Linked DNA regions of Sus scrofa: regions 1, 2, 4, 5 and 6 are each linked to region 3. A link is a contact called in public Hi-C, HiChIP or PLAC-seq and promoter capture Hi-C data. All regions are on one chromosome and are shown on one strand. The core of a region is the stretch at or near the end of the contact, and the rest is flanking DNA. Distances in the headings are between cores, read along the strand shown. Region 1 holds the start of APH1B (gamma-secretase subunit APH-1B). Region 2 holds the start of OAZ2 (ornithine decarboxylase antizyme 2). Region 3 holds the start of FAM96A (MIP18 family protein FAM96A). Region 4 holds the start of RPS27L (40S ribosomal protein S27-like). Region 5 holds the start of USP3 (ubiquitin carboxyl-terminal hydrolase 3). Region 6 holds the start of LACTB (lactamase beta).

Region 1 (3,951 bases), core at 809-3,308, 810 kb before region 3:
AGAATAGTTGCTATAATTGATTATGAAATTTAGCTCCAAGCTTCCTGGGAATCAAGTTAAAACTTGCATATGCTAAGTTAGCTCTCATGCTGAGTATATGTATGCACTTGTCAGGAGAAACACTTTTTTCTAGCCCTGAACTCAAACAGTAAATTCGAGATATTGAATAACGATAATGATAGTTTTATGAAATATCCAAGAAAAAAATGTAGATGACCATTTTTTTACCCAAAAAAAAATGTGTTCACCTGTTAGTGGGTATCTAGCCAAAAGACACAGCCACGCCAAAGATCAGGAGAAGGAAGGGCTTATTACTTGCAGCAAATAAGGAAAACACTGGTGATTTTTCCCAAAGCGGGGTCTCCCCAAACAGCAAAACTGGGGAAGTTTTAAGCTAAAGGTACATGAGTATTCATGAAGGGGCTTGAGCAGAGGAGAATTCAGCATAGAATTGGGGGAAAGGTGGACAGAATCTAAGCTTTGGTTGATTATTAATTACTGAGACCCGTTCAAGGACAAACACTGTAGTCAGGTTTAGATCACAAGAAGGCTTGGGCCAAAAACGGCTTTTCTTATGTTCATAAAGTCATGCCTGGTTCTCTCTCTCTATCTCCTTACAATGTCTTTAATTAAAAATACTAATTTACCCCAAGGACATAAGTACATTGGGCATTCATGAAGGCATTTCTGTATGGAGCTGAAATAATGTAATTGCATTTGACAACTTTGATTCAGGATAGAACCAAAAGAATCTATCCAATGATGAGTCACTATCACTTTATTTAAAAAAATTTTTTTTAATGAATAGCTTTATTTTTTCATTTTTTAAAGTTTTTTGGAAGTTTAGTTGATTTATAATGTGATAGAGTCACTATCACTTTCAACTGTTGTCTCAACCTGAGTTACTTAGTAGGTGCTGGTCAAAACATTTCAAAATGAAGAAATACTGTGTAGAGTAAGAGGAAAATATATATGTCTGTTTCAAACAAAGCTGACATTTTACCATAAAAATTAAATACTTGTATTATGTGAAGGCCCATTTTCAGAGATGACCACAAAACATCTTCAGTCAGGGCCCCAGCTTTTGTCTTTTCAGTGTTGATTTTCAAGAGCTTTATTCAGGATAGGCATTAAAGATGGGTAGGAATGGCTGATACTTGCATAGCACTTAACATGTGGCGCAATCCTCAAAACTACCCATGAATTATTATTGTTATTATCCCCACTAGACATGGAGATAAATCTTAGATAAAATGACCAAGGAAATTAACCTTCTGGTTTTATTTTGTAAACCTTTCAGAAATTGTTACTGTAGCAAATGTTTGTAAGTTCCATTTTTAAAATTATTTCATTCATTGAACAGTTATTTAGTGAGCATCTTCTAGGTGCTGTGGAAACAACGGAGAACAAAACAAAGACCTTGCCTTCCAAAAGTTTACATTTTAATGGGGGAGGCAAGCGAGCAAGTAAAAACCAAGCAAGGAGATGTTGCTGTAATTACAGGGTGATCAGAGAATGCCTTAAAAAACACCTTTAAGACACGGCAGGAGCGAGGAACAAATAAAACCAGCTCAACAAAACAAGCTCTTACCCTGAGGGTTAGCGCCTGGGTCACCGCTATCCCAAGCTTGGGTTTTGTACACAGTTGCACGAAGTTCCCCCAACATTACAGATGGCAAAATGTGCTTTAAAAAAGACTCCTCTGTTTAGAAATGGGATCCTATCTACCTGCTGTGCGAAGTTTTTCTTTAGTTGATCTGGAATTTCCCCCTATCCTGGCACCAAAGCAGTTTGGAGACCCCCCCCTTCTTTCAGCCATCTCGCGGCCAATATCCTGGGCCTGATGGATGGTGTACTTGTGGCCGGGGCGGGGGTCGGGACGCTACAGTTCGTCCTACAAAGCCGCGCAGACAGCAGGAACTGCTTTGCCTCCAGGTCTGCCAGCCCGGAGGTGAAGCGCGCCTCGAGCCCGGGCGCCGGGGTCCCTCTGGCGCTCACGGCTTCGCCCCGCCTCCGGGCCCTCGCCCCGCCTTCTGTTCCTCCGACGCGCCACGCCCCAACGCCGCTCACGGCCACGCCCCGCCTCCCGTCCCTCCGCCGCGCCCTGCTTGCAGCCGCTCTCCTGCCCCGCCCTCACCCCGCGCTCAGCTCTATCAGCGCTCAGCGCCCCCAAGTCCCCGCCCGGCCCCCGGGTCGGCTTTTGCTGTCGCCATGACGGCGGCCGTGTTCTTCGGCTGCGCTTTCATTGCCTTCGGGCCTGCTCTCGCCCTCTACGTCTTCACCATCGCCACCGAGCCGTTGCGCATCATCCTCCTCATCATTGGGTAAGGTGGTTGCGCCAGGAAACCCAGACCCGGGGTTCCCCTCCCCCGCTGGGGTACCGGCAGTACTTGGCGTTCCCTCCAAACGACTTGACCTCGATAGGCTTTGGAGGGGAGAAGGATTGGGAGGGGGAGAGCGGAGACCCATCTCCCCTGGGACTCTTCGCCTGCGACCCCAGAGGGCGAGCTCAGAGGGAGAGCACATCACACCGTAGGTCTCAGAAAAACCCCTACGCTTGTCTCCCGGGTGTGCTTTAATAAGTCATACATTAAAACTGTATTAAAAATTGTGGATAAGTTCAAATATTCATCTTTTATTCATTTGGAGAGGGGAGGTCCCTAGTTTCCCTCAGATTCTAACAGGCATTTGTAATCCCAAGCAAGAACCCTTAAGCACCTGGGCGTCAGGTGTTTTAAGATATCCGCGATGCTCAGCTCCTACCTCTATTAACTGAATCGGAAGGTCAGGGGCCTGGGATTCGGACTACGGAATTTTTTAAAGCGTCCCAGGTGATTCCCCGGTTCAGCCAAAGGGTAGAAACGTGGGGAAACAACACCGCACCTGTAGTACATCTCCCTGCAGGAGCTTGGTCAACACCGAACTCTCGTAGCGATTGTGGTCATAATCTCCGTTTTCACCTGTCTGGCAGCTCTTGGGCTCCCCAGAGTGTCGCTTGGCCAGGCGATACCAGTGATTGCCACCTTTTCTGACCTTCTTGAAAGTGCCTCATCACAAGTGTCATTTAAAAAACAATAGTGATTTGGGTAAAAGTTCTGTAACCCTTGTTATAATCATTAAAATCCACAGGAATGTTGTAGAAACCAGGCCTGGAAAACTGATCTAGATCAGAGCATAGGTTTTCAACCTCGATTTTAAAGCCAGCCAGTCACTCTGTTAATAGAGATGCAGACATTTGTTTGCACATCAGTGGGCAAAGCTTTAATAAGGAAGTGGAGCAAATAACCAAGTTTCCAGCCAGACAGCACTTGGCAGATAGTCTGCAGCAGTACTTAGAAATAACAGAGTCACTGAAAAAGTGATTTTTAGGGAAAAAAAAATCTCAAATTCCTCTTGGACTTCATGTTGATTTCACCAGGGAAACTGCACCATTGATTAAGAACAGTTGATTCAGAACATCACTTCATGAACATTTTCTTGGTCAGGAAATCCATTCCTTTTCAAGCAAGATTTTTTCTGCATTTAAATCATTATTAATCCTGTTCACTTGTAATTTTTTCCCCCCAATTTTCAGAGCCTTCTTCTGGTTGGTGTCTCTGCTGCTTTCCTCCCTAGTTTGGTTCATGGCAACAACCATTACTGATAACAAAGATGAACGAGTCCAGAAATATCTGCTGATCTTTGGAGTGTTGGTCTCAGTCCTTATCCAAGAAACATTCCGGTTTGCATATTATAAACTTTTAAAGTAAGTTAAATGTCTGCTTTACCCCCCTCCACAGTTTTATTTGCATTATGATTTGGTAATTTGAAACATTAATATACTGTTGTATTTGAGGGTCCATGTCTTCCAACATAGTTTGAAGCCAAGGGATTATAAATTTCCAGGCTGAAAATATTGAGTATTTTATTTTATTTATTTATTTTTTTTTTGCTTTTTAGGGTCATACTCTC
Region 2 (3,894 bases), core at 386-2,885, 630 kb after region 3:
GAAGATTTGCAGGGAATGGATCTGCTTGCAAAACAATGAGGCCCAAGTGAGGAGCAGAAGCCATAAGGCCAAATCTGGAGACAAAGGGTCTGGAGGGGGAAACTAATGAGCTTCAGACTCATTTTGGAGCAGGCAGCAACAAGTTTTGGGGAAAAATGAGGAAGAGAATTAGAACCCAAATTGTAAATAAAAGTCATTCTGATGTATAAGCAGCAGCTGGGGTTAAAAATTGTAGAGAATTGGAACATTAGGAAACAATTTCTCACTGAAGATTTAGGGACAGAAACATGGGACATGCTTGAGGCATAAATGCAGGACAAGGGCTACTTTGGAGGAAAAGAGGAAAGGTAGAGAGAGGGAAACTGAATAATGAATTCTGCCTAGTTTGGGCAGGGGAGAAGTACATGTGAAGTAAGCATATGTGAAGCAAGCTGTTTCAGAAAGATGTGCAGTCTTTCTCTCCAATTAATAAGGGAGGGCTGGGTAGGGTTTTGAGGAAACATGAAAGGTCCAGTGAGCAAAGTATGGGGACTGATTTGAAAGCACTGGAGGTACTGGGAAAGAGGTATAGGGAAAAACGCAGGGTGGGCTGAATTCTGTAACCTAATATTCTAGCGATGCGGATCGGTTAAGATGAGAAGAGTATAAGAAAAAGTGAGAAAAAGTAGTTAAAAGGTAGGAGTGTTTAGAAGAGTGTTGGGTGGAAGACATCATTAGGGAACAGGATGGAGAACATGAGTCAAACCCAAAGTGTTTGAGAAATAAAAAGAATGAGATTGGGAGACAGGGGGCATGGGCCCAAATGGGAAAAGGGTGTGGAGGGAGGGCTGGAGGGAAAAGAGGAAGCTGCAGTGAGGGGCCAAGGGGAGGACTAGGCATCACTGTAAAGACTGCGAGGCCTGGGGAGGTGGGGGCCGGGGAGGGGGGTGACAGGTGGGGGGGCTGGGTCCAGTTGAGAACTGAAGGACGGAGCTTTGGGGGGGTGATAAAAGAGGCGTCTGGTTGGAAGGTGCAGTTTGAATTAGGGAAGGGGATTCAGAGGGAAGGGTGAAGTGACTTAAAAGGGGAAGGAAGATTTGGGGAGATGGGAAACAATCTGGGGAATTAGGAATGAGAGAAAAAGCACGGTTCGGTGGGGCAGAAAGGAAATAGGGACTGGATTGGAAGACTGGGTCCCGGTTTGTGGGGGCTTTTACGGGAGGAGGAAGCCCGGATGAGGGGGATGGGCCGGGCTGGAGGGAGGGGGGCTAAAGGACGGAAGGAGGCCCAGCTGCGAGGCTGGGGCTCAGACTGGGGTGGCTGAAGTAGGGAAGGGACTCAGTGGGGGCTTGATGGTGCCCTCTGGAGGAGGGCCGGGGACCCGCTGGGTGGTGGGGAGAGGAGGCCCTCTGGAGCAGACGAGGGGAGGATGGGGGCGGGGAGCCTGGGCCGGGCCGTTACCTGTCCTGGGTGTTTATCATCCTCGGCGGCTCTGCTCAGGGTGGGAGGAGGCGGCGCAGGGAGTGGGTAGGTGGATGAGTGGGTGGGTGTGGGGTCACGCGCGCGCGCGCGGGGCCGATCTGTGCGGGCTAAGTCCCTGTCAGGCCGCGGGCCCAGAGCCCTCCTCCTTGCCTCAGCGAGCGCCTGCCTCCAACTGACCCTCCCCGGCCGCCGCCGACGCTGCAGCAACCGCCCCGCCCCCAAGTGCCTCATCTACATAGCCCCACCCCAGCGCCGCGCGGTGTCCTGGGAAACTGGGGCCCACAACAAAGGGCAAAGCACCGCCCCGCCTCTGCGCAGGCGCGTCAAGCCGGTAGCGGAGTCAGGGCAGCGCCAGGGCCTTAGGGGAAGCAGCGTGTAGAAGGGATCGTGCCCCAGGCGGTGTCGTGGTGGAGATGGCTGGGCGAGCCGTAGGATGTTTCATTTCAAGTAGAATTTATTGGGCATTGGCTTCACCCTTGTTTGCGTGGGGTTTAGCAGGGCTGTGACACTTATAGGCCCTGGGAAGCTATTAAACAAAACAAAATCGTTAATCTAAGATTAATACACATATATTAGTGTCATTCTAGGCTAAGGCCAAGCCCTGAGATCTCCATTACCTCCGCTCACAGTGCAGATCAATAACTTAAACTGTCAGCTAAGATCAGCAATATCTTCACCTTAAAAACATATCTCAGGCCAAGGGTTAAGGCCTTACACGGGCTGGTGGTCATCTAATGCCAAGTGGCTGTGGATCAGGATCATAGTCACCTGACAGTAGTGGTGGAAGGCACCAACACTGCCATGTTTACAAGCACTTCATATCACAGTCATGCAAGATTACTAATCGACAGTCACTATCCCTGCTGGTCCTTATCACAGATCAGTGCCAACAGGTCACAATCACTGGTATGCAGACCCCTCAGATCACAGTCACTGCAGGCTGCAATCACAGGCACTTCAACAAAATCAGCTTTTGACTCTGTTCACAGTCAACTCACAAGAGAGGTCACGTTATCTCAGATCATAATGGGTTACTGTCACCTCAAACGCCATTCATTCATTTAGTCAACAAGTAATTTTTGAGCAGCTACTTACTATGTGCTTCAGGCATGTGGTAGAGTCCAGGAATACTCAGTGATCAACTAGGCAAAGTTCCTGCCTTGGATGTCACAATCTGATCCGAGGGAGGGACACAGAGAGGCCATCATACTATGAGGTAAGTGCTCAATCTGAGGGAGGCCACAGAGAAAGCAACTAGGGAATTAAGGATGGCTTCAAAGAAAGGGTGGTCACAATCATTCCAGATCAAAGGTCACTCTGACTCCAGCTGAAAACAGCCCCATGTCACAAAAGTGCCACATAGAGCCGTCTCAGGACCTCTACTTGACAAACAATGTGCTTTTGGTTTTTGGATGATGATAAATCAGGGATGGAAGATGGGTTGGAGCTGCCAAACTAAGTCAAAAATTGAAGTGGTAAATGATACCAGAACTGCCCAGATTATCACTAGACATAAAAGCAAGACTAGTCCCATGCTCTGGCTCATTTTAGATCATCTATGTTGTCCCCAAGGGACTGTCCCTACCTGATTTTCCCATTTCAAGCCAGGTGTGTTCTTACATTAGCCCACAGCAGAACTAAACAATTACATCTAGCCCTGACCGATCCCGTCTAATTGTCCCAGAGACCTGGGCAATCTTCCTGTTCCCCAAGGAAGATGGGGTGGCTCACTTCTGCCAGCCCATCCCTGGATGAGTGACCCATGGCCTGAAGGACAGTTTTTGAACAGCCAGCAGATGCTAAATCACTGTGTCAATAAAAGCCACATTTACTGAGCATCATGCTGAAGCATGAATTTGTACAACAGTTCCCCCACGTCCATTTTACAGATGAAAAGAATTAAAACTCAGGGAGACTATGCCAACGAATATTTTCGAGGGCCTATATATACCAGCCAAGTTAATTTATTTGTTTTAATTCAAAGCCAGTAAGTGGTAGAGTTAGAATTTGTACCTGGGGTATTGCCTGATCCTGTGCTCTGTCTGTATTCACATGGTGTAGTGACAAGGTGTCTGCCACAACTTACTACTTGAAGGAGTGACCACCTTGATGGGTGCCTGGCCAGCCAGTGAAAAATTCACAAAAATGGGAAGCCACCTTTCTCTAATCTGTGCTGTCCAATAGGATAGCCACTAGTCATGAGCAGCGATTTAAACTTAATTCAAATGAAATGAAGTTTACAACTCAGTTCCTCAGTCCCATTAGCCACGCTTCATGTGCTTAACAGCCAAATGGGGATAGTGCTTACAGTACTGCACAGAGCAGATTTCCCATCAACACAGTAAGTTTCAGAGAGTTCTGTATCCCATCACTCCCTTAAGCCTATCTACCTCAGTCACCACTACAGGTTCTAGTTCCCTCTCATCCATTATC
Region 3 (4,225 bases), core at 132-2,631:
ATCACCAGTGCCCTGTTGTCCCTAGATGCTGGAGATAGAGATCTGACAGGACAGGAATGTGTCCATCTGCCTTGTGGAGATCATTCCATTCATAATTATCTCCTCATTGGGGTTAAGTCCTGCCTCTAGCAATAGGTAAACTAGATTAGCTCCAAATGTCTTTAACATCCCTGGCTTCTTTCTACTGGTCTATAATCCTTACCTGCATATTTGCATTCTTGCAGTTTTACCCTGGTTACCAGGAATTGCCGAAAGTTAGACCAGTCTTTTTAGTTTTCAAACACAATACTAGAAAATCCCCAAAAAAGGTAAGTCATAAAGCAAAAGTGCACTAAGTTTGGAATCAGAAGATTCCAAACTTAGTGATTGGTTTTTGGTGTTTCCTTAACCAAAACTTTGGTTTTGGTGTTTCCATGGAGTCAATGTGGCCTCCAAGTAGTTGCTTAACCACTCTAAACCTTTGTTTCCTCATCTGTACAGTGAAGACGGTTCCAGGGTTTGAAAAGAGTCTACCTGCATCTACATCTAAAACTCTGTGTGTGGTTTGCTTTTTTGTTCTTCTTTTGTTTTTGCATTCCAGGCTTAGCTGTGTGGAAAAAAAACAAAAACAACAACAACAAAACTTAAAGTTCAAGGCTAGGCTCTCAGGAACCTCTGGCTATTGCCTATGCAGAAAAGAGTAGCTGTGACCTTGAGCTAGTCCTCAACTCCACCCAGCAATGCCCTCGGCGGTGGCAGGATTGTGTGTCCAGGGGCTGGAGATAGGAAGCTCAAGTCATGCAATCAGGCCAGCTTTGCTTCCTAACCAAGCATCCTAGACTCCTGCTCTGCCCAGATGTCTTGAGATGGCCACTAGAACGTGAGGCAGACAAGAAAATTGAAGCATTTGAGACTCAGGGTTCGACTTGCCCTAGGTTTAGGAAGAACCTTATAAAGACCACATGCCCGAAAAACTTGGGACCCGGGAGAAAAAGCTTTCCATGCTCCCAGAAATCCGGCAAAAACCACTCCCACTCTCAGGTGAGGCCCAAGTTACCCCCGCCTCCATATATACCGCCAAACACTGCCCTCGGTAAAATTATTTACCATAAACCTCTAGCGCTTTCTCTTCCATGATCCGGGGCTGCCGGGCAGCTCCGCGCTCAAAGAGGCCGGAGAGCCACAGGACTCTGTTCAGCGTCCTGGAAAGCAGCCCGGACACCCGCTCCATTCTCACGCTCCGCCATCCCTGGCGACTGTCCCACCCGAGCCACCGTCTTTCAACAGCGAGCTTCACAATTTATCAACTTCCTGATCTTCAAAGGGGCCAAGACAAGCCTAAAAGGTCCTGGGCAGCAGAGACTAGGCGGGACTGGACGGAGTAGCGCGAAGGATCTAGGGAAAAAGGCTGCACGGACTACAAACCCCAGCATACTTTGCTCGGCTTTGGCGGACAGGAGGGGCGGGCGGGGGGGGGGGAAATCCCTAGAGGCACGTGAAGCGCGTTGTGTGCTGGGACGTATGGGCGTTTTCTTCGGAAGACGGAGAGCTGCATTATGGGAACTGTAGTTTCCCACGGTGGGGGGGTCGGGAGGGAGGTAACGTTTTGTTACCCATTACAAAATGCCTCACTCAGCGCTTGGATAAGCTAAGGATGAATACTGAAGAGGTAGGGAAAAGGAAATCTTGATTTCTAGTGCTGGAGGACGTCTACACGGAGACTCCCTACCGTTATTTCTCCGAGAGAGTGTCGCTTCCAGCCAAAGTTTTCTTAACGACTAGTCAGGCCGGAAGTGAGTTTCCGTTGCAGTGAAAGGACGTGTACTTGGATGGTTAGGCGTGGAGGGGGTTCCTTTTTGGTTTTGTCTCATAGGAACTCAGGCCAGCACAACTCCCAATACCCCCTGAATATTTCTGCCAGTTTCCCTCGAAGACAACTTAGAACGAGAGAGCTTTCCCCTGTGTCCGGTGTGTCTCACAGTGACATTAGAGATCGCAATCCTAAAAAGAACGTTCTAAGCCCTTTGGTATTGGTGGCTGTGATGATGCCAGTAACAAGGTTGATGGTATTAATTTTATCCATCCATCCTTCCAATCAAGTCTCAAACGTTTATTAGATACTTAATTTGCCAGACTTAGTCTATAGACGCGGAGGATACAAGATGGGACAGGACTCCCGCCCTTAAGCAGCTCACAGACCTGTGAGGGAGCCAACACCTGATGCTGAGAGATTTGCAGTTACAAACAAACTAAACCTTTTGTCAAAGTTGATGCCAAGTTTAGTATCATCTCTATTGAGAGGAAGGTCAGGATTTCTTGCTGAGTTATCCCATGATAACATATCCTATTTATCTTTAAAGATAAAATCTTATATAGCTGATTTAGACTTTAAGCCCACCAGATAATAGTGAATAGTTTAGGCCGCAGGAAAATTTGGTTCAGAGTTTAATAATTCCCCTGTCATCTGTTCCACTCCACTTACTCCACAGCAGTTGTGAGGATAATCCTAACTTCCTTGCGACCAAACTTAGCCCACTGAAGTCTCACCTCTTTGAGGCGTCCTGACTTCTCCAGGCAGAATTGATGATCTCTTACTATGCTCCCACAGCACATTATAGCACTGATCGTATTGAATTGTTAATTTACATGCCCGTCTCCCTCAAGCGCCTGGTGGGCAGAAGGAGCTTTATTTTTATATGTGAAACGCATAGCAGGGTGCGAGGCACAGAGTAGATGCTCAATATTTATTTCTTGAATGAACTAACTAAATGTCAAGAGAATAAATGGCGAAAATTGACTGCATATGTTGAGACCTCAACCAAAAATACTTATTAAATGTCTTTGAAGCCGCTGCGCTTGGCATGAGTTGGTGGCTGGTAGAGGTTTTCAGACTTTTTTCATCTCCTTAAGAAGTCTATTAGATAAAGCACAAAGAGCCACAGGAACCTGAGCGGCCCCTAGCTCCTCCTCTCTTGCTCCTCTGCTCCCTAGGTTAAGAGTGCGGGGTCGCGATCCAGGGCTTGGATTGGCTGGACAGGAGCTGCGAGCCGGCCCCCACCCCGCCCCGAGCGAGTACGCCCCGCCCCTTTTCCCCGCCCTGTGTGTCCCGCAGGGCTGGTGGCTGCCATCCCGCCTCCGCTCTGCTGGAACGCTTTGCTCGCGGCACTATCTCTCCATAAAGTTGTTGTTGCGGCTTCCGCCGCGGGTGGAGGAAGATGGCGTCGGGTGGTGGTGGCTGTAGCGCTTCGGAAAGACTCCCTCCCCCCTTCCCCAGCCTGGAACCGGAGTTCGAGGGGGCGACAGGGGGGTCGGAACCCGAGGCGGGGGACAGTGACACCGAGGGGGAGGATATTTTCACCGGCGCCGCGGCGGCCGTAAGTTCGCCCCCTTCGGGGCAGGCGGGCGGGCGCCCCAAAAGGAAAGGCTAAGCGAGTGCCGGGAAGGCTGGGCAGAGTGGGCCCGGCGAGACCTTGTGTTGGTGACAGTAGTCATGGCTTGGGTCCGGATGAGCGCAGAGACGTGAGCCCTGGCTTCCTGGACGCTGGGTGGACGGTGAGGAATGAGGGGTGTGGTGGCTTCTCTGCCGAGGTCCCTGACAGCGAAGAGCTGCCAAGGCAGGCATTTGGCCTTGCTTTGTGGTGACCCCACGAACCCCCGGGGCTGTTTTGCTGGTGGTTTCCTTCCGTGCTGATTTAATAGGTCAAGATAAAGAAAAGGGGTGCAGACTTTCCTTTTCCTTGCCTTACTGTTCCAGGGATGAATAATGTTATCTAGAATGGCCCAGGATAGTGGCCCGCCCACAGATCCTTTCCTTAGCTCAGTACTTCACCGGTAATTACTAAAGGCCCTTTCTGGATCTTAGTTTATGAGAGTTAGGCCGACTCCTTTGATGTCTAGGAAAATCTTGCCAGAGGTCGGTTGAAAAAAAAGGCCCTGCCGGTTTAATCACTACATAGACAGAAAGCTTTGTCCCTTTTAAAGGAATATGTTAAAATGCCTAAAGCCTTAGTGGGAGCGAATCTGTAAATTCAAGATGAAAATGGGGTTTCTCATAGTAATATCCGGGTTTCTAGAAAAAGTTAAGATATTGGGAAAAACTAATCTTTCTATGTGGAATATGGATATAAGTAGTCAGTTCTGGAACCAGTAGAGATGTTTTGGGCTGTTTTATAAGAACATTGATTCATAAGAACACTTGATCCAGTTAGTTGCAGGTTGAAAATTTCTTCAGTGTTAGGTCTGGATT
Region 4 (4,019 bases), core at 787-3,286, 930 kb before region 3:
CAGTAGGTTAGGGATCTGCTCAGTAGGTCAGGGATCCAGTGTTTTGCTGTGAGCTGTGGTGTAGGCCAAAGATGAGGCTTGAATCCTGCATTGCTGTGGCTGTGGTATGGGCCAGCAACTGCTGCTCTGATTCAACCCCTAGCATGGGAACCTCCATATGACACAGGTGCAGCCTTAAAAAAAAATTTTTTTTTTAAAATACAGCATGATAGTGGCTATAGTTAATAATACTGTATTGAATGTATTGAATATGTGAAAATTGCTAAGAGTATATCTTAAAAGTTCTTATAAGAAAAAAATTTTTATAATCATGGTGACAGATATTAACTAAACATTGTGATGATCATTTCCCAATACATACGAATAAAGAATCATGAAGTGTTTACACCTGAATAATGGCCATGCTGTTGAGCCCCACAGCTTTATACTGAAGAATCAATATACTTGTCACTGCATATTGAAAAAGAAAACTCATCATCTGAACAGCTTAAAGATTTAATAAGTTAAACATCATGTCCGCTTTGGAGTCCCATGTTCTGACACCCCTCCCCCAAATGTTTCCACAGTGGTTTATTATGGAAATAACCCTTATGACACTCCAATTATTTAATCCCACTTCTATGCAACCCAGGGTCCTATATCTAAACACTACACAACACACTAAATAATCCTTACAGAAATTTTCCTTTAAAAAGTATTAAGGTTTGAAATTTTACCTGGACATTTTACATCCATAAAGTAAGAATTTGGACTCTGAACCAGACGTTTCTTTTTATGTTTTTTCTTCTCCTCTTCCAAGGAAGGATGCAGTAAATCTCTAGCCAACTGAATAAAAAAGCATATTATTACTACTAGAATGAAACCACAACTCTGGCAGATTTAATCATGGGCGAGATATACATGCAAAAATAGAATAACAGTCATACTCAGAAGAGGCGCGCGCTCTCTCTCTCTACATATATATATATATATATATATATAAAATTGTTTAAAGGCTGTTAACTTTCACTAATACTTTTTATAATGCTTGTGTTCTCCAAGTCCCATAAAGGGGCTTTACGACGATCGGGAAACATATGGTAAGGTCAGAGCCGTTCTTCTTCACTTTAACAACAGTCTCCAGTGAAAATAAAACTCGGGTGTTAAGTAAGAACGTGATCCCTGAACCCGCCGAGAGTAGAAATCGCCGAGGTAGATCCGATAGTGCCAACATCGAGATGATTTCTGCCCCCAGGGTTCAACATCTGATCTGACAAGAACTCTTAAGTGCCTGACGCATGACTGTCCTAGATAGAGTTAATGTGTATGGCAACAGCGAAGACAGTTTTTAAAAAGGAAACAAGTAGGAAATTTCTACGGAAAAGGCAGAGGAGGCAAGAACCACGAAGCGAAAGGAGAGCAAGAAGCCTCGCGGGTGCGCACCGGAACCCAAGAGAGCAGAGTTAAGTTACTCGGGAGCTGTCCCCTCCCAGCCACCGACTCCAGACCGTGCGCTCCACGCCCAAGCAGGGCCCGACACGCCGCGCCGCCCGGACAAGTCCCAACAAGTCCGCCACGCGCGAAAAGAGCCGCTTGATCGGCGCTGCCGAGCCGCGATCGGCAGGGAACCCCGGGGGCCCGCGGAGACATCGAGCTAGCCCACCCCAGGGACCCCTCGGCCGATGGAGACGGCCAAAACCAAAGCGAAGCCTGAAAGTAAACAACTCACAGGCATGTTGATCCTTTTGCAAAGCACAGCCCTTCCAGACAGCTATGCTATACCCTCGGCGAGCCGCACGCGACCTGGAGCGCGGCGTCAACTTCCGGGATAGAGGAGGCTGGGAGGAGCGGCGGGCGCGTCCACTCTAGGCTCTCCTCTCGGTGGTGGGAGCGGGCTCCGGCCGCGATCCCCGCGACCCGTCTAGGGGAGGTGCGGAGGGGCACGCCCATCCGAGCTCCCAAAGCCCGAGATCCTAGCGCGTCCCTAGGCTAGGGCCGCGGCCCTCAAAGCTTCACACCGGGCCGGTGGTGCCAGGGGCCAGGCTCAACTGGTGTATGGCGGGTAGGGAGCCACGTTGGGCCTCTGGAGCGCAGGCAACCACTGCAGAGCGGACCTGGCTGGGCACGCTGAGTGGCTGGTCCGAGAACCCCACGCCAAGCCCTCCACTCTCCTGCCGCTCTGCGGGCGGGCACGTGGGAGATGCCTATGTTCTGTTCGTGTGTGTATTAAAAACTGTGATTAATTAAAACCATTAAAATGTGCCAGTGAGATTATAAAAGACTCGTATACTTGCTCATCTGGCTTCCAAGGTACCGGTTGTTAAATTCTTTGCGGGATGCTGCTGTGCCTTGGGTTTGCCTGGCCCTGAAAACGGTTTTAACGAGCACCGATTCGCTGCCGGGCTTTGTTCTCCTTTCTATACTGGGGATCACACTTTGCAGAGCGAACAGCTCAGGCTGAAAAAACGGTTGAGTGTCACCGATAGCCAGACTTGAAATGTTTTTGCTGAGGAGGACAGTCCTGTGGATTGGGTGTGAGCGAGTCTGATCAAAAGCTTAGAAAACAGGGAGGCGCTTGACCAGAAAAGTGTCCAAAATAGACATTCTCGATCAGCTTTTATTTCTCTTCGAAAAAATAATCCATGTGTAATACACATTTAGGAAAGTGAAGAAAAAGAGAAGAAATTTAAACTCACCGTTGAGAAGTAAACATTTTAATATTTTGACCTATAGCCTTCCAAACATTTTTTTAGTCAGTTGCATATATGTTTGGGGTTTGGTTTTACGTAATTCATATCTCTTGCGCATATTCTTTTATAGACTTGCCCCCCATTACTGTATAATGAACATCACTCCGGCACTCTATATTATCCTACATTATGACTTCTAATGGGCACATAGCATTCATCCTGTGAATAATCCTCTTTTCATCCATACGCTAAATTGGACACTAGGGCTGGGGTTTTTTTTATACTATTGAAAATATTAGTTAATATATTTTCAGACAGATAAGTACATGGATTAATACAATTGCATATGCAGAATCATAGCCTCCAAAGATAATGTTTTCATCCCTAGAATGTGTGGTTATATGGCAAGTGTAATTAAGATTGCTTGGAGTTCCCATTGTGGCTCAGTGATTAACGAATCTGACTAGGAACCATGAGGTTGCAGGTTTGATCCCTGGCCTTGCTCAGTGGGTTAAGGATCTGGCGTTGTGGTGAGCTGCAGTGTAGGTTGCAGATGCGGCTCTGATCCCTCCTTGCTGTGGCTAAAGCTCCGATTAGACTCCTAACCTGGGAACCTCCATGTGCCGTGGGAGCGGCCCAAGAAATGGCAAAAAGACAATAAAATAAAAAAGCCACTAACTTTATGGCAATTTGTTATAGTGAAAATAGAAAACGAATACAATAATGAAGATCCCTCAACCCACCAACCAGCTCTGTCAAATCTTAACACATAGTACTCCATTTGCCAATTTTTCACTATTGAAATAGCACTCTAAGAAGCATTTTTGTGGCTGAGTCTTGTCCATCTTGATTATTTCCTTAGGATAAATTCCTAAAGGAGGAACTACTGAATCAAAAGTTCAGCACATTTTAAGGTTTATAATATAAACTGCCAAATTACTTTTACTCTCCAGAAAGTCAAACCAATTTACGATCCAGATATAAATGCTTGAGAATGCCCCTTTCTTTGCATCCTTGACATTATTGGATATTATGTTTTTTCCCTATCTCAGTCAATCCAAAAGAAAGAAATGGTATTTTTATCAGAATACCATGTATTATGGAATAGTAAATGAAATTTTGCTGTTAAGTCATCCATGAAAATTGAGAGCAGTTTTTTGCAAATGTCTGGATTTGTCATTATTTTCCCCTAAATGGAGGGACTATGTTGTGTTGTCAGCTCACTTGTGTGCCAAATGAAGACATTTTAGAGGTGTGTGCACATTCTCTTCTTTGCAAACTTACCTTACACTATCATCACCAATTGAAAAAAAAAACAAAAAAACCTGAAACAAACAGGTATGAAAGACT
Region 5 (3,907 bases), core at 296-2,795, 560 kb before region 3:
CTGGGGGTGGCAAGTCTTGTGAATTCTCACGTCTTCCTTTGGAGATAAGCATTGTTTTCTCAGTTTTATAGACATAAAGGGCTTGGAAAGACTAGAAACACTGGCTAAAGTTGGTCCTCAAGTAGGCAGCAGAGCTAGGATTTGAGCAGCCGCACTTTCCACAATTCGGCACTGCCATAAAACCTCAAGATGGCTTGCTCTAACAGCAGTCAAAACTTGGGAGGCAACCAAAGAGTGTTGACCGAGGAATGGGAAATACTGGGGGGGAAAGAATGGGGGGAGAGTAAGGAAGGGTCAACAGAGATGCCGCAGGTGAATGGACACCGTTAGGCAGAGGAGTGCGCGGCAGAAACCAAGTGGTGGCGGGTAGTGTGGGGGATGGCGAAGCGTGGGAAGTGACTGAGAGGGCACTCCTGGACTGTTGCAGGACTGCCCTGTGGGGAGGTGCTCTGCTCTAACCACTACCCGGCCTGGCCCGGTTAATCATTTCCTGACCTTCCTTCCTCCTCTCACCCGGCCCGAGGGATTGCCACATCAGCCTTCCCCTCCCCCTCCCTGCCTCCTGGCCCTGTTGCTCCTTCGCCGGGTTTTACAAGGAGCCCCAACTTTGAGGCAATGTTTGTAATAGCCCCAGACATCCCCAAGGCAGTGCCCCCACAAAGATCGCAGCCTCGCTAGGGCGTAACCCCTGCCCCAGAGGCTGGCCCTATCCTTTTTCCACAAAGAGATCAGAGTGCCTGGGAGCCAATCCTAGTACGGATTAACGGTAAAAAGGGGGATGGTAACAGCTGCTGGCGTGATGGTGCGAGGTTTAAATGAGGTATTATTTGTAAAGTGCCTGGTTAGGAGGCAGCAGTGGGTGTTTAACAATTGTTAGGTCCCTTCTCTTTTCGTCACCTGGTAACAGTGACCGCGCTCTCAGCAAACGCAGGTTAAAACTATCTCACTTAAATTTACACTGAGGGTGAGGTATGAATGTCCGATCGTCTGCTCAAAGTAACGGAGATGGTGAGTCACTGTGACAGGGGTTGAACACAGGTTCATGAGTGCCCACGCGGGACCAGCCACTCAGCACCCAGGTGGCTGGCTAAGGTCACGTGTTCAAAAACTGGAACTCGATCACTATCGCACCTGCCGAAGGGAGCAGAACACTAAACTAGCACTGCTCTGGGACCTATGCACCCCGGTGGGTCTAGGCCCTTAATCTAAGCTTGTGTCTTCCTGTGTAAAAATGGGGCCACAGAGCCTGTCTGCCCAGGTGGTTTTTATTTTCTTCACATTTTTTTTGTGTGGTCAGATTTTCTACCGCGCTGTAGCCAGTCCACCACACACAACGCAGAAGCACTCTTTGTGAGCGCTCGCCCGGCCGCGGTAAAAGCGGCGGACTGGCCCTGTGTGCCCTGGTTTAGCGCCCCACCCTTCCAGGGGCGGGGAAGCCGCGGCAGTCCCGGCCAACAGAGTTGGGAAAGTCACTTCCGAGTGCAGCCAGACCCTGGGCGACCCGCCTGCGAGCGCGGGGACCCCCACCCCGCGGGAGAGGACGGGGGCGGGGCTGGGCTTGGAGGCGGGGCCTGCCCGGGGCAGGGCGGGGCCAGCCTGGGAAGACGGAAGCCCCCAGCCTAGGGGTGGCGGCAGAACCCGGATTCCGGAGTACCACGTTTTCCGGAGCCGGGCCTCAGGAGACGGCGGGCGGGAAAACCCGGCTCCCGGAAGCTTTTGCTTTCTTTGACGCAAGGGCTCGGGACTCAGCTGCCGTCTGCCGAGCGCCCGGCGAGGAGCGACCCCAGACGGATCCTTCTTAGTCCCTCCGCCCCCCACCTCGCCGGGTCCCGGAGCCTCCGTCCTTCTCGCCGCTCTCCGGGTGGCCATGGAGTGTCCGCACCTCAGCTCCAGCGTCTGCATCGCTCCGGACTCAGCCAAGTTCCCCAACGGCTCCCCGTCGTCCTGGTGCTGCAGCGGTGAGTGCGGCCCCAGGCGGCCCTGAAGCGCACCCGAGGCCCCGGCTCTGTGGGGCCTGCCGTCTAGGGGCCGCTGGCGGCCGGCGCGCGGACTTGGGAAGGGGTGAGGGCGAGCGGGGCTCGGCGGCTGGGGAGGGGTACGCGGCGAGGCGGGTGGTGCGGCGGCAGGCGGAGCGGCGGCGGCAGCTCCTTTGTTTCCCGGGGCCCGACGGTCCGGCCGGCAAAGGAGAGGCCCGTGAGGGGCGGGAGCCCGCGGGGCCCACGAGCGCGTGGGGGCGGCAGCGAGCGGGGACCTTGGTCAGCGGCTCGCGCCCCCGCGCAGCCCTGCTGTGATCGGGGGCTGCGCTGGCCCGTGTCCCCGGGTCGGGGGCGGCGGGGGCGGGTGTCCGGCCCCCACAAGGCGGCCGCACGTGTGGCGGGGCCCGAGTTTCGTCCCCTCCTTGACGGGACGGCAAAAGCGTTGCTCTCGGGGCGCAGCTTTGTCCAGGCTGCGGGGCGCGCTCTGGGGCCCTTCGCTACCTGCCTGGGCCCCCCATGCACCCGCGACCCGACCCACGCCGACCGGCGGGAACCGGGACCCGGAGAGGTGCTGAGTACTCAGGCGGCGAAGGTCGGAGTCTTTCATCAGCCAGAAAGGGTGAAGTTTGAAAACAGGCTGCTGGTTAAAAAGCTGAGAAGGCTAATCGAGCAGCTGCTTTGGAGGGGTAGCTCGAGTTGTCTTTCATATCTTTCGGATTGTCCGAAATTGCCTTGGGATTTCCGAGTTTTTGTGCTGTAGGACAGTTATTAGGTTTATGTAATGCTTTTGCATTGCTTAAGCTTCTTAACTCCTTCTGCCAGGCCCCTTCGAAGCCCCAGTACCCCCTTATTGTCTGCTCTAGAGACTTAGGATCGCACCGGCCACACTGCTTTGATTACTTCCTGGTAGGGCCCTGGTGCTGCTGATAGTCTTTGTTTATTAGCTTTGAGAGGATCAATGATAGCTTGGGTTGTAGTGTAAAATTTGAATTGTGCATTTCAAAAATCTTAAATTCGTTTGAATAAATAAAGGGAAGAAAATAGCAATGCTACGTACGATTTAGCTGTGTGACATTTCTCCTTGTGTGCCGGAGCTGGGAAGATAGTTTAGAGAATGCACTAACACTTTTGACAGGTTACTTTTTAAAGGGTGAATATTTCCTTGGAGAAAAACTCAGGTAATGCCGCAAAGAAAAATTCATTCTAGGATAAGGAATAGAAATAACTGCGGTTTCCTTGAGCTCTCAGAGGTTGGATGCTTGGCTTGGCTTTGTAAAGTCAGTATCTTTTTCTGCATGAAGCCTATAAAGATTATTAACTGGTTAATTTGTTTTACAGTGCAGTGTTGCAGTTCTTTTATGAGGGTGCAGAAACTTACCTAAGAATGTTTCTTTTACAGTGAATGTTGAGTATGAAACAACAAATAAGGTGTATCAAATTGCTTTACAAATTGCTTGGTAGTGCATTAGCTATAATTGTAGTTATAGCTGTGGTGCTATAAGTGTAACTTTTTTTTCCCCCCAAAAGAGATGTGAAAAAAAAAATCAAAGTAAACACTAGGAAAAGCATACCTCATGAAGAATGATGAAATTACTCCTTGCTCACCTGTGGTAACTATAGGGTTACAAGCAGACAGCATGCTTTTGGCTTTTTCTAGGTAAAATCACATCAAATTTTAAAATGGCCTCATTGGGCACATGTATCTAAAAAAAGGAAAAGAGTTTATGCAAGTGGCAGATATCCTGTTGTGAGTCAGTCTTGCCTTTGTTAGTCAGGGTGTCCACTTGACTGTGGAAAAGAGATGCAGAAAATTGAGTATCTCTTGAGGAACTTAAGTTAAAATAGAGCATAACTAAGAGGCTTCTGCTGATTAAAAAAAAAAAAAAAAGAACAGAGTTATACCTCTAGCCCTAAGGGAGGGGTGATTTCTG
Region 6 (4,189 bases), core at 1,320-3,819, 970 kb before region 3:
CTGTCATCCCACTCTTCTTCCTTTCTCATGATTTTCTTTTCTTCTATCTGGTGTCTGCAGCTCCCAGTCCAGAGCACTAAAATACTGGAACTCTGGGCTCCTATCTCACAGTAACAGTAAAGATTCTGCTAACACATCTGCCAGCTGCTTGGTTAAGTTGCCTCCTAAACACTTGGCTTTTATGGAGAACATCCATTCTTTGTTACCTTTACAGAAGCCATACTTTGGGTGGCCTCTTCTTGCTACTACACTGGTGGAAGTCCATTAGGACTTTGGCTTCTGTTTCATTTCTGATCTGAGGAGAGGTACAGAAAGAAGAGTGTGTAAACTATCTATCTATAGTTTTAAAAGAAAAATGAGAATTTATTGTAACCACCACTGGCTATGTCTTTTACATTCCTCTATATTTTTTTCTCTCACTGACCCACTTGGTTGGAGTAGTGGGAGCCCTGGTGATGGGAACCTCCAATATCATCTTGACAGAGTGCACATGTCAACTCTAATAGCAGGTGGTGCTCCAAGGACCTCATTGGGTTTTATGGCTAAACTCTCCTAGGATACCCTGATATCTTCAGGGTTGTAGGCTTTTTATAAGCAGCCCACCACCTTACAATTATTTAGCCCCTGTATCTTCTGACTAGATGTGGTTACCATCATTGCATTTCCCTTAAATTTAACAACAGCTCAAGATGTTTACAGCTTTTTCTCTTGACAACAGTTATCAATTCAAGTCTGTGAATTCTATGAATTCCACCTGTAAGGAAAGATAGGCTCATTTTATACATTGGGTATACTGGTATTGGGTATACCTAAGGCCTATAAGTTTCACAAATCTTTGGGAAATATATATGTATTATTTAAATAATTTAATATTTAGACTAATATTGAATAATTTTTAAAATAAAATATTTAAAATAAACAGTATATAATATTATGTGTAATATATATAAAATTATATGTATATCCCAAAGTATAAAAAGAAAATTATAAAATTGGAATGGATGTTTATCTTCAAAATTAACATATCATTAACTGTTTGATAGGATTATACACATTTTACACTTTGTAGTAATTTGAGGTTGGACTTATTATTTCACAAGAACCTCTGGCGTTCCCATTGTGGTTCAGCCAGTTAAGAACTGGCGATAGTGTTTATGAGGAGGCGGGTTTGATCCCTGGCCTCACTGCATGGGTTAGGGATCCATTTTGGCAAGCTTCAGGGTGTAGGGGTGTAGGGTGCTCATGCACTGGGATCCAGTGTTGGGGCAGCTATGGCTAGGCCTGCATCTGCAGCTCCCAAAGGACCGCTAGCCTGGGAATGTCTATATGCCACAGGTGCAGCAGTAAAAGGAAAAAAAAAAAAAAAATCTCCGATCATCTACAGTTGTCAGGAATCATAGTTAACTAAATTGTACAAGTTACATTTGGTTTGTTTGGGTTTTTTTTCTTTATGGCGGCAAAAACAGTATATGGAAGTCCTAGGCCAGGGATTGAATCCCAGCACAACTGGGACCTATCATACAGCTGCCCCAACGCTGGAGGGAGCCTTTAACCCACTGCACAGATGAACAATGAAACCTGCACCTCCCCAGCTACCTGAACTGTTGTAGTCGGATTCTTAACCCACTGTGCCACAGCGGGAACTCCTGGATTAAATTTTTTTTTTTTTTTTTTTGGTCTTTTTAGGGCCGCACCTGCAGCATAGGTTTCCAGGCTAGGGGTCGAATGAGAGCTGCAGCCGCAGGCCTATGCCACAGCCATGCCAGATCTGAGTCACATCTGCGACCTGCACCACAGCTCACTGAAACACTGGATCCTTACTCCAGCCAGGAATTGAACCTGCGTCCTCATGGTTACTAGTCGGATTCGTTCCCGCTGAGCTACCAGGAACTCCCGGATTAGAATTTTTAAGTGTAAATTTTATTTAAAACTTTTTCACAGCAAAATAAAAAAAATTAATATAAGGACTGAATATAACAAATGTTTGATGTGGTGTGGAGCTAGACAGCCATAAGAAATTTTAAAGGGTGTTAGGGGAAATGGAAGGAGTCTATATGAGACAAAGAATAGTGATAGCAAGAGAGATGAGGGTTCTGGGAGGAAAGGGGATCCCTGCTGAGCCGCTGCTGTGTGCCAAGCGCAGTTCCAAGAGCAGATGTACCAAATGTAGCAGTCAAGGCTCTCCAGAGGTCACAATCTGGTAAAGAATCAAATTAGTTTGTAAATTAGTAAAACAAAGTGTTAAATCTTATTACGGCAGTTGTGCACACTGGAGGTCTAGGTGTGGCGAAAACTCCAAACAGGACAGAGACTAGAAAGGCTTCTCTGAGGAGGAGACACTAGATCTAAGAGGAAGCAGCGGGGGGAAAGTGCGGGGCACAAAGATGAGGAAATATCTAGAGTGGAGGCAATGTGAAAGGGAAAAGGAGGAAGCACTCCATGCGATCGGCGCTCTGGCCCTCGGCCCTCGACTGCTAAGGTCTGAATGCGGTAGCCACCCCTTTCCCTCTCCCCTCCCCTCCCCTCCCCACCCCGCGCCTACGCTGCCCTCCTGGCCTGCGCTAGCTCAGAAGCTGCCAGCCCGCTGGAGACGCCATGTACCGGCTCTTGTCAGCCGTGCCGGCTCGGGCCGCGACCCCCAGAGGCTGCGCCTGGGGCTGCGGGCGGCGCGCTGCCCACCAGCGCGCCGGGCTGCCGAAGCTCGGCCCCGGCTGGGTCGGGGGCCTTGGGTTGGGGCTGGGGCTGGCCCTTGGTATGAAGCTGGCAGGAGGGCTGAGGGGCGCGTCCCCTGCGCCGCCCCCTGCGGCCCCCGACCCCGAGTCGCCGATTCTAAGCGAGCCGCTGCCGCCTCAGGAGCAGCCCCTCGCCCCGTGGTCTCCGCACACCCCGGTGCCGCCCCACGCCAGGCGCTTCGCCAGAGCCATCGACAGCAGCCGCGACCTCCTGCACAGGATCAAGGTGCGGCGACGGGGGGCGTAGGCGGCTGGGGACCCAGCGCCCCACCCCCGGCATCACCGGGGAATGAGACCCCTTGGTGGTCACCTCTCGGGGCGAGCGGGCCCCACCCCGGGTGGCTGGATGCCCACGACCGGCTTCCGAGAAAGACTTCCCGTTTCCCGACCTCCTGGCCATGGTTAGACGCACTTGGGGGGTTGCCCAAGTTGGGGCGGAGGTCACCGCCCGCCTCGGAACCACCCCTTCCCCCCTGTGTGCCCAGCGAGCACACCCCTCACGGTTAGCTCCCGCCAGGCATGAGCCGAGGTGGGCGGGGCCCTGCCGGGGAGGCGGGGCAGTGGGGCGGGGCCAAGGGAAAGCCCCAGACGAAGTTGCTGGCGGACGTGCAAGGTGTCTGTTTCGGTCTGTGTTTGTACTCTCCTTTCTGCTCTTAGGATGAGGTGGGCGCGCCAGGAATAGTGGTTGGAGTCTCTGTGGATGGAAAAGAAGTTTGGTCAGAAGGTGGGCTCAGAAGGGTTTTATTTATAGCCTTGTTTTGTGCCAGTCGGCGAATGAAATCTTGATGTGTTACTCAATGGAGTGAATACCGTAAAATTCTGTTCAGTTTTCATAAAACCATACACACTATAGAGAAAACATATCTAACAGAATCGGACTTTCTGTAAACAATAAGGTTTAAAATTGACTCTGATGAGTAAGTTGGGGTCTTAAGGATCATTCGTTTCTACTCCCACTTTCCTATAAGACTGGTTTTATTGTTCTCAAAATTGTGTATATAATAGCCTGTTAACTGCACATTTGTAGATAACTCTTACGAGTAGACAAACTGTCAGGATTTTGTGTTTTTCTTTTCTAATTCACTCAACAATTTATTGAGTTCCTTAGTTTGTAAAATGCACTGTAGTAATAACTGGGAATATACACAATTCCTTTTCCTTAATGAGTTTGCGATCTACTTAACAAAAGCAAAAAAAAACCCAAAAACCATGCAGAAGTGTCAGGTATTTTTTTCAAACAAAAAGCAGCTTTGGAAGAGAGATTTCTAATCATTCTATGATACTTTAAAACTTATTTTATAATTTAACTTACTTTTCCTTTGCACACAAATTGATCCATCTGGTCATAGCAGGTTTTTAGGAACCCTACCTTTAGGAAATGTTGTTTCAGACATCACTTAGAGAAAGTAGTACTTTTAGCAGTTGATAGGAACTGTAAACTTTTGAATTCGAAGAAA

Evidence for each region. Promoter capture Hi-C pulls out the DNA fragments that hold promoters and counts their contacts. A called contact is a pair of places that touch in the nucleus more often than the background predicts. HiChIP or PLAC-seq counts read pairs in DNA pulled down with a chosen protein or histone mark.
Region 1: a contact with region 3 is called in an H3K27ac HiChIP or PLAC-seq map of alveolar macrophages, with 9 times the contacts expected there. The contact joins the promoter of APH1B here to the promoter of FAM96A in region 3. A contact is called at or near these places in 2 of 5 promoter capture datasets (fetal liver and fetal skeletal muscle), 1 of 47 Hi-C or Micro-C datasets (fibroblasts) and 2 of 2 datasets of contacts at active chromatin or transcription factors (alveolar macrophages and skeletal muscle).
Region 2: a Hi-C map of liver shows a contact between it and region 3, with 4 times the contacts expected there. The contact joins the promoter of OAZ2 here to the promoter of FAM96A in region 3. A contact is called at or near these places in 2 of 47 Hi-C or Micro-C datasets (heart right ventricle and liver).
Region 4: a contact with region 3 is called in an H3K27ac HiChIP or PLAC-seq map of alveolar macrophages. The contact joins the promoter of RPS27L here to the promoter of FAM96A in region 3. A contact is called at or near these places in 1 of 47 Hi-C or Micro-C datasets (embryonic fibroblasts) and 1 of 2 datasets of contacts at active chromatin or transcription factors (alveolar macrophages).
Region 5: a contact with region 3 is called in a promoter capture Hi-C map of liver, with 2.9 times the contacts expected there. The contact joins the promoter of USP3 here to the promoter of FAM96A in region 3. A contact is called at or near these places in 3 of 5 promoter capture datasets (fetal liver, fetal skeletal muscle and liver), 7 of 47 Hi-C or Micro-C datasets (alveolar macrophages, heart right ventricle, liver and 2 more) and 2 of 2 datasets of contacts at active chromatin or transcription factors (alveolar macrophages and skeletal muscle).
Region 6: an H3K27ac HiChIP or PLAC-seq map of alveolar macrophages shows a contact between it and region 3. The contact joins the promoter of LACTB here to the promoter of FAM96A in region 3. A contact is called at or near these places in 1 of 5 promoter capture datasets (liver), 1 of 47 Hi-C or Micro-C datasets (liver) and 2 of 2 datasets of contacts at active chromatin or transcription factors (alveolar macrophages and skeletal muscle).

What each region holds. Positions count from the first base shown.
Region 1 is chr1:108,761,386-108,765,336 of Sscrofa11.1, reverse strand. APH1B (gamma-secretase subunit APH-1B) reads left to right here and starts at 2,058. Exons shown (of 7, transcript XM_021094173.1): 1 at 2,058-2,324; 2 at 3,575-3,745. The coding sequence starts at 2,212.
Region 2 is chr1:107,322,966-107,326,859 of Sscrofa11.1, reverse strand. It overlaps OAZ2 (ornithine decarboxylase antizyme 2), which reads right to left and starts at 1,635. Exons shown (of 5, transcript NM_001301326.1): 1 at 1,441-1,635. The coding sequence starts at 1,460.
Region 3 is chr1:107,948,774-107,952,998 of Sscrofa11.1, reverse strand. It overlaps FAM96A (MIP18 family protein FAM96A), which reads right to left and starts at 1,381. Exons shown (of 4, transcript XM_021093923.1): 1 at 1,087-1,381. The coding sequence starts at 1,210. It overlaps SNX1 (sorting nexin-1), which reads left to right and starts at 3,079. Exons shown (of 15, transcript XM_021093910.1): 1 at 3,079-3,353. The coding sequence starts at 3,195.
Region 4 is chr1:108,879,347-108,883,365 of Sscrofa11.1, reverse strand. RPS27L (40S ribosomal protein S27-like) reads right to left here and starts at 2,036. Exons shown (of 4, transcript XM_003480338.3): 1 at 1,709-2,036; 2 at 717-825. The coding sequence starts at 1,714.
Region 5 is chr1:108,513,249-108,517,155 of Sscrofa11.1, reverse strand. It overlaps USP3 (ubiquitin carboxyl-terminal hydrolase 3), which reads left to right and starts at 1,545. Exons shown (of 16, transcript XM_021094102.1): 1 at 1,545-1,958.
Region 6 is chr1:108,922,865-108,927,053 of Sscrofa11.1, reverse strand. LACTB (lactamase beta) reads left to right here and starts at 2,569. Exons shown (of 6, transcript NM_001243362.1): 1 at 2,569-2,958; 2 at 3,390-3,456. The coding sequence starts at 2,596.